Regions from separate parts of the Sus scrofa genome. Here region 2 is linked to region 1. A link is a contact called in public Hi-C data. All regions are on one chromosome and are shown on one strand. The core of a region is the stretch at or near the end of the contact, and the rest is flanking DNA. Distances in the headings are between cores, read along the strand shown. Region 1 overlaps LOC102157437 (a long non-coding RNA gene). Region 2 has its middle 34 kb from the start of SYNCRIP.

What was found. Hi-C and Micro-C count contacts between places; a contact is called where the count stands out from the background.
Region 2: a Hi-C map of embryonic fibroblasts shows a contact between it and region 1, with 2.7 times the contacts expected there. The contact joins two enhancer-like sites. A contact is called at or near these places in 3 of 47 Hi-C or Micro-C datasets (embryonic fibroblasts, fetal heart ventricle and retroperitoneal adipose tissue).

Annotation. Positions count from the first base shown.
Region 1 is chr1:54,300,324-54,304,413 of Sscrofa11.1, forward strand. The region is part of intron 2 of LOC102157437 (a long non-coding RNA gene); the gene reads right to left. Among named protein-coding and RNA genes, the nearest start is that of NT5E, 98 kb to the right of the region's middle. Within about 2 kb of position 1,763, at least 5 of the 83 cell types and tissues checked have an H3K27ac peak or open chromatin away from gene starts, as enhancers often do. A contact at or near this core is called in embryonic fibroblasts, where this site is marked.
Region 2 is chr1:54,630,820-54,634,909 of Sscrofa11.1, forward strand. No RefSeq gene overlaps it. Among named protein-coding and RNA genes, the nearest start is that of SYNCRIP, 34 kb to the left of the region's middle. Within about 2 kb of position 2,387, at least 74 of the 83 cell types and tissues checked have an H3K27ac peak or open chromatin away from gene starts, as enhancers often do. A contact at or near this core is called in embryonic fibroblasts, where this site is marked.

The DNA of each region.
Region 1 (4,090 bases), core at 513-3,012:
CATAGATATTTTCTTCTCAAATTCATTAAGCTCTAGGATTTACATGTGGTGTCTTGTCTTGGCCGGAAGAGCAAACTACCCCACCTTCGTTACAAGGGATCCTTGTTTTGAATCCTGTTCTCATTTTTCACCCAATCAGAAATACTACATCATTTGCAAGTCACAGTGCAAAATGAAAATAGGGGGTCTTTTGTTCAAGAATTACTAAGAACTTTAAGACAGCAACATCAGAAGATTAAATCAAATATAGGACCCGTCTAAGCACATGGGGCCCATGTGCTTCTTCACCTTCTGTATTATTTTTAATTGAATTTCAAATACTATATTATATCATATGTAAATATTTCAGAATATTCTCCAAGGAAGGGCTCTTGGTAAAAAAAAAAAGATTATTCCGGTGGGGCTGTGCTGCAGTTAGCCCAACAAGGAGTGCAGAGGGGGAGGAGGAGGGCAAGGCTCCAAGACAGCTCCATCCCTCCAGGTTCAGCTCAGGTCCTTTTCCCAGGGCTGCCTATTTCACAAGATTCAAAGATTTCTCTCTCCTGAGTTTTGGTTCTTCTATCCAACTAACCATAGAAATCCCCACCAGGGGAGTTTCCATTGTTACTCAGCAGGTTAAGGACCCAACATTGTTTCATTGAGGGTACAAGTTCAATCCTTGGCCTTGCTCAGTGGGTTAAGGATCTGGCGTTGCTACAAGCTGTGGTATAGGTCGCAGATGTGGCTCGGTTCCAGCGTTGCAATGACTGTGGTGTAGGCCACAGCTGCAGCTCCAATTTGACTCCTAGCCTGGGAACTTCCATATGATGCAAGTGTGACTGTAAAATTAAAAAAAAAAAGAAAAGAAGATATCCTTACTGGGAAAGTCTGCCTCAGTCTCTCCTGTTGTAGCCTCTATCTTGCAACAGGCACCATCAGCCTTATATTCCTTCCAGAAATCAGGAAGTCATCTTGTGGTCTGTGAATGGACTCCAACCCACTCAAACTTCAACCACAGGACTGGAGTCTGTGTACCTTGGAGCACAGGCCCCGTTTCAGAAAACTTTGAGTAAGTGTTTATCTGGTTCTAGTTTATCCCCATCAGGAGGATGGCATGGCCCAGAAGAAAGCCAGCTTCAGGTGTGTAATCCAGTTCTAGCCCCTGTGAGCTGTGTAACTCAGGCAAGTTACATAGCTGAGGCTACTGGTCTGGGTCTAATTCCTTCATCAGTACAAAGAGAGAGGTGTTCCCACTGTGGGGAGGTAGATTAAGAATCTGACTGCAGCAACTTGGGTTGCTGCGGAGGCATGGGCTTGATCCCCAGCCTGACACAATGGGTTAAGGATTAGGTATCACCACAGCCGTGGCTCAGAGCTGATCCCTGTCCTGGGAACGTCCATATGCCACAAGTGTGGCCAAAAAAAACCAAAAACAAAAACAAAAAAACAAAAAACAAACCAAAAAAATCACTACAGAGACAAACACACTTCACAAGGTTTTGAAACAACAGAAAAGAAATCACTCTTTAAAGTAACTGAGAAGGTTCTTGGATACTTGTAGTATCTCAAGAATCTTGGTTCCTCTCCCTTTCTAGCCCCTTTGTTCACATGCCACTGTGAGGAGTTGCAGTTCTGAGGACTTTCTGGGCAAGGAGGGGGCAGGAACGGTCTTACCAGAGCTGATCTTCAGGCCAGCTCTGAGCAGTGACCCTTACTTATATCACGCCCCACAGTGGCCTTGAGCCATGGAACACTGACTAATTCCTTCCTCCAAGGTGGATCTTCTAAATCTGCAGCTCTGGATAAGACCCACCCACTGCACTCCAAGCCAGATAACTTGGTGGATATTGTGCCCAGTGATTTAGCAATTTGTTTCCAATCAACCAATTTCATTTGAGGAAAGAAAGAATTTACTAAACAAAGTGGCCAGAGAACAAAGGATGTCACACGTTCTTTCCCAGCAAACACCGCCTGGAGCTGGAACCATGCTCCCTAGATCCAAGGACACACGGCCAAGCTCACAGGGCCCTGGCCAAGTGTCCAAAATCACACACCAGCTCACACCACAAGGTCTGTACACTCACCCTTGAGTTCTCAGATTAATAATGAAATTATTATGGCATTGGCTCCTTGGCCTCCACAGCTCTGACTCAGAAATCTGGTTTCCTCACCTCCTTCAGGAGTGGTGAGTCACTCGGCCCCTCACAAGAGCCTCTTGGGTAGCTGCACCCATGCTACCCCACGCTGCTCCATGGTGGCCTTGCTCCCTGCACTTCTGAGGCAAGGGACCCAAGTGGAATCTTCCCCTTTCTCTATAGTACACTCCTTCCCCCCTTTATCACCCACCAAACATGCCTGGCAGCTCTGGTGACTCCAGAGGACACTCTGCAAAGACAGAAGCCCCTCTTTCCCCAACTCAGAAGCCCATAGGCCCTGAGACCCACTTCAACACATGGCTGCATTTTCCCAGCTGAAATGAAGACGGGGCCTCTGTAGAGCTGTGCAAATTGCAGCCTGGTATGAGGTTTTATCCACCATGAGGACATGAGATGGCCTAACCTGCAGGGTTATGACAGCTCTGAATGTCAAGTTGTAGGTGTTCTACATTCTAAAGTCACACAAAGAATTTCACCTATTTTGAAGGTGTTCTATGATGGTAAGTTCCCATCTCCACCAAGACTGCCAACACACATCTGCATCCATCTGTCAGTTTAGAATCCAGTACCTCATGTAAGGTGGACGGAAGGCAGGACTTGAAGTCAGCAGACTGGGTTTGGCCCTTGGATCTTTGCCTTTCGTCCTTCACTGAACAGCTATTTATTGAGGACCTCCTCCTTGCCAAGCATAGGGCTAAGCACTGCAGGGATACAATGGTGAATAAAACAGACAAAAATCCCATCCTTTGGGGTGTTTATATTCTATTGGAAGTATACAGACAATAAATAAAATTAACAACTGTGTTAGCAGGTAGAAACTGCTGTGGATAAAGTAAAACCTGGGAAGGGGACAGAGTGCCCCAGGGTTAGGGCATCTGTAAGCAGGTGGTCAAGCAGTAAGGGAACAGGCCATGCAGATAAATGGGGGAAGAGCATTCCAGACAGAAGGAATAGCAAGGACAAAAGCACTAGGGTGAATACTGGGCTGGTTTGGGAGGTGGCCAGGAAGCCACTGAGGCTGGAACAGAGTGAGGAAGGGTTAACGAAAGCAGAAGATACAGTCTAACTACAAGTCTAAATTGTTGTGTAGCCCTTTTAAATCCTCAATGTCCTCTTCTGTAAAAAGGGACCAGAGGAGTTCCCATCGTGGCTCAGCGGAAACGAATCCGACTAGGAACCATGAGGTTGCGGGTTTGATCCCTGGCCTCACTCAGTGGGTTAAGGATCTGGCGTTGCCGTGAGCTGACAGTGGCATGGACCATTTCCCCACTCAAGGTGAGCCAATGGTTGCACTTGACCAGTGGTCCATCAAGAGAGCTGTGGCAGCATCCAGGGATAACCCAAACCCAAACTCAATGCTGGAGAGTGAAGAGTCATACCTTCAGGCAATCACATACCAATGCCAAGTCCAGACACAGAATCAGAATAGGAGTGAGGAGCCAGGAGCTCAAATGTGGCAAAGAGAAGACCAAAGCAAGAGATGCTGACTCCAAGCAAAGAGAGGCCCAAGCAGCACCTCAAGACTCCTGGGGCACAGAAAGAGAGGGGGTCGTCACCCTGGCTTACAGGGCAAGAGACAGGTTCTACAACAATTTAGGAAACAGGCACCCAATGAGCCTACCTGAGCTCTCGCCTTTCCTCCAGCCACATTTACCTACACCTATATTTTCATTTTTATCAAATAGTAATATTAATTCCTTAACAAGTCCTTTATGTTTGCATTGGACTTCATCTTTCCCATCTATTTGACACGCACAGCCACACTCCGAGGTGATCCCTGCAGGTAGCAGTCCTCCCATCGTACAGATGTGAAAACAGATCCCAGTCACACAGGTCAGCAGTGGGATTCAGACTGGAGTCTGGGTCCCCCAAGCACACCTGGGGCTGGGGCTTAGAACTCCCAGACAACTTCATGCTTAACACACCAACAGAGGAGTTCCTGTGTGGCTCAGGGG
Region 2 (4,090 bases), core at 1,137-3,636, 330 kb after region 1:
CCTTGTTTAGTAATAGGTTTGAATCAATTAGTAATCTTAATGGAAACTTCTATGTTGAGCTTTCAAGTTCCATTGGAATTGTACCTTTGGGGATCCAATTCTGAAGCATATCTTTGGTTAGTGTTTCATATGCCCAAATGTATCACTTTAACATCCTTATTCTGCACTGTTCTTGTTTCCTGTACTTTGCCTTTTCTCTTGGCATTGTGTACAACTGTTGTACACAATGCTCGGTGCAGTAATGTACATTAACTGAGGTTTTAGAGAAATGTATTTTTTTCCCCTTAAAGTTTTGTGTGGGTACCAATTTATCTTTGATCACTATATTTTTTGGGTAAAATTACCATCCATTCTTTGTTCTAACCAAGAGCCAGATATTTAAGGTTTCTATGTACTTAGGATGTCTGTGTTTGAAACAGGTCTTCTAGAATATATATTCCAAATAAAGCAGGGTAAGGGAGATCAGTCATAAGAGCGTAGACTGCAATGTTAAATACATGTAATAAATGCAACACATGGGTAGTTTATGGCTGCCAAGGAAACATTCCCAGAGATGCTATTTTGTATACTGTTTTGATACTTGGGAAAGTATTCAACTACAGCCTTATCAGTTTCATAAACCTCTCCCTGAGCTGCATGCGTGGGATCCAAATTTTCACTAAGGAAATTTTAGGTTTATTAATGATGACTATAAATATTGGCATTCTTACTTGGATTGGGAAAAATTTATTCATGTAGCTATTTAGGGAAAATGATTATGCATGGGGCCCAACCACCTTGGTTACATCAGATGGTATTAATTACTTAACACTTAAATTCATTCAGGATGTCTGTACAATTTTAAACTACATTTCATCAGTGACCTTCCTCATGACTTGCTATATTGTGCTTTCTTCGTTTTCAGAATAAACACCTTAATACCATAAATAAATACACAATACTGTTACACTAAGACTAAATATTCCATAATTCAGCCAGTAATGATTATTGATGGTGGGCTTTCTTTCCAGCCCAATCCCAGGAATATGTTCTGTCCACTCTGCTCTCATCTTAATAACTTTCTATAATAGTAAAAACCTTCATTTGGCTATAATCACCATGACGCATTTTACATTCAAACAGCTTGTAACCAAAGGGTATTCATTCAAAATTGATTTTAAAAAGTTTAACTAGTTTTACTTAACTAATTAAAGACTGGATAATTAAAAAAAATATAATCCATCTTGATTTTTCTTTCCATATCCATAAAATGAAGAGCTTTTCCTTAGTTTTTTACACGACATACCGGTAAATCTTGTGGCATTAGCCCTAGAAAAGGAAAAACACTTTAGCTTTACAAGACTATAAACATAAAGAAAACTTAAAAAAAAAAAAAAAAAGAAGAAAGTATTTCACAAAGTACTATTTATTGTCCTTATAATGGTCTATCTCAGAAGCCAGATCCGTATAAGGTTTTTCAACAGAAATTCAGGTTCGGGATAGGATCATCATAGACAGACCAAGGACATAATGTTGACTGTCAAGAAAAGTATGTCTACTCACAGAAATATCTCAGGAACTTCACAGCAATCTGGCCTCTTTCAATAGGCAGACAGCGACCCCTCACTGTTGGCAGAGGGGAAAAAAAAAAAAAGACACAATGTAACAAACTTCTCAAATTATAAAATCCAGGCACCAATAACTTCACATCTGCACATTGGTCTTATCTCAGAAGCCGAATCCGTATGTGCTTTTTTTTCTTCAGGTAATCAGCTTCGGGATAGGTTTCATCATTGATCAGACCAAAGCACTACCAGTGATTTACCATAAACCAAAGCAACATTAAAAGTACGTTAGAAATACTATAGATGTTGTAAGCCACATAACTTACTTCAGAATGACGCTGCCATCAGAGATATCCATAACTTCATTAGCAATCAACAACCTGCAGGATGCTGTTTTGAGCACAAGAAAAAAAACCCAAAACTCATTTAACCTGTCTATGGAAAAAGCATATGCAGACTCAAAATACTAGTTAAACACATACCTGCTAAGATCATTAGGTTTTAACCATGTCGTTTTCCAGCAAACATTCTCCCCTATGTTTTGCACTCTTCCTTTTCCTCTAAAAAAAAAAAAAAAAACGTACCATTTCAAATAGTGTACCACCGCTTCTCCTGTCAACAAGAGGTTTACTTTCTCAGTTCTAAAAACTAAGTTCAACAATACTTACCTCAGCATCTTCACTTAAGAGCTCCGTTACACCGAGAGCCATCGCTCCTGCGGGGCAAATCAATATATTTAAAATTAAGTAGTCTCGGAGAATTTCAGCACTAAAATCCTCTCCTTCAATACGATTTGCACACAGCGCCGCCTGGGGACAATACAGCTCAGCCCCACGTAGTTAGGGGCTGCGGATCTTGAAATCTCCGTTGGATCTGGTGGTGGGACGGACACCCTATCAACAAGGCGTTTTGCTCTTAACGTCAACACTAACCCCTAGCCCCAAATCCCAGGGATATGGTTGCTTTCCGGCAGTCGTTTAAGTTGAGCCAGCTAGCTCCCCGGGCTTAGCAACAAGGCCGCGCGCAACGCCGCGGCCACCAGAGGCGGCCTCCGCACGCATAAACTCGAAGCCGGCCACCACCACGACTATGGACACGTGGCGGTCTGGTGGCATGTTTCCCACGTGCAAGTTTTCAACACAGCACTCTTAAGTTCAAATTTCTGAAGCCTCTTCAACCGTACTGCAGCCCCACAACCTAAACTGCGCCACCCAGGTTCGCTCGGACAACCGCCCGCGGCGCCTACTTACCTAGCACAACCTAACAAACCCTTGAGTCCCGACGTAAAAGACCGACCCACGCATCCAGCAGTTCCCTATATAGTCTCTCCCTAGCCAGAGCGAGGCCGCTCCTCCCTCTCGCATCTATTGGATGCGGGAGAGCACGGGGGCGTGGCCGGTTTCTGACCTAGTGAGCGAGAGCGCGCCAGGGGGCTCTTTTCTTTCGTGGGCTCGTTTCGGGGCGTGGTGCGCGCGCCGTCCTTCTGCGGCGCGCACGCTCAGTCCCCGGCGCGCGCCCGCGCGCGCCGCGCTTAGTAGCTTCCTCGTCTGGCTCTACGTGGCGCGGGAGTGGCGCCAGAATTCAAACGAACAGTCGCCTTTGGAGGCGAAGCTGCCGCCTAGCTCGAGCCAAGTACGCCCCGGGCGGATGGGGCGGCTCGGGGTCAGGAGTGGACTAGAGTTTTGCGGCGCGGGACGGCCCAGTCTGTGACCCATTCGAGAAGTCGCGCTAGCTGGTTGGCAGACGCCTTGGGGGAACTGACGCTCAGGAATCGCTGCACGCCCGTAAAGAGAAATTGGAGGGCCGAACTGCTCAGTTGGAAATAGTTGGCGATAGCGCCGCGTTTCTCCTCCCGTCCACAGTGAGAAGGCTGCCTTTCTGGAGAGCCGGCCGGCTGCGCTGCAAGCGGTCGAGCTGCGGTCTGTCGGGGCCCGCCCCACCCCCACGCTGCCGGGTGCCCGGGTGCCCGGCGCTGCTGTTACGCTCTGATCAGCACAGAGATTAGCAGACCCGAGAGGTAAATCCTCCGTTTGCCAGAGAACTAAACTGACGCCTGAAGTAGCTAAGCGATTTTCCTAAATCCATACAACCAAAAGCTTTGCTATTTAACTTCTTTTATCATACTAAATTCGTTATCATGAATGCAGGAGAAAGAGTAATTTGAGAAATTTCCTAGAATACTTTATCCAAACGATACATTAATTCAGTAGCAACGGTTGCATTAATTAGTGTGTGTGGATAAATATGTGTACATATATGCGCACATGGGAACAAGCATTTGAACATTTCAGCATTTGAAAATTCACGTCTTCATAGCACTTACTACTCATTATTATGGACGTGTGCGTTTGTTTATTGTCCTCGCTTGGTGCACCGCTCTTTATTGTTCTGCCTTAAGGTGATTGTCGGTAACTATTGGTGGAATGAATGAATGAATAAATGTAGGCGGTGGCTTTTTAGAAAATTAAAATGAAGACCAAATTCCAGATGTGAATAGCAAATGTCTGTAACAGGAACCTAAGTGATGCAGTGTTTACTTGGCTGGG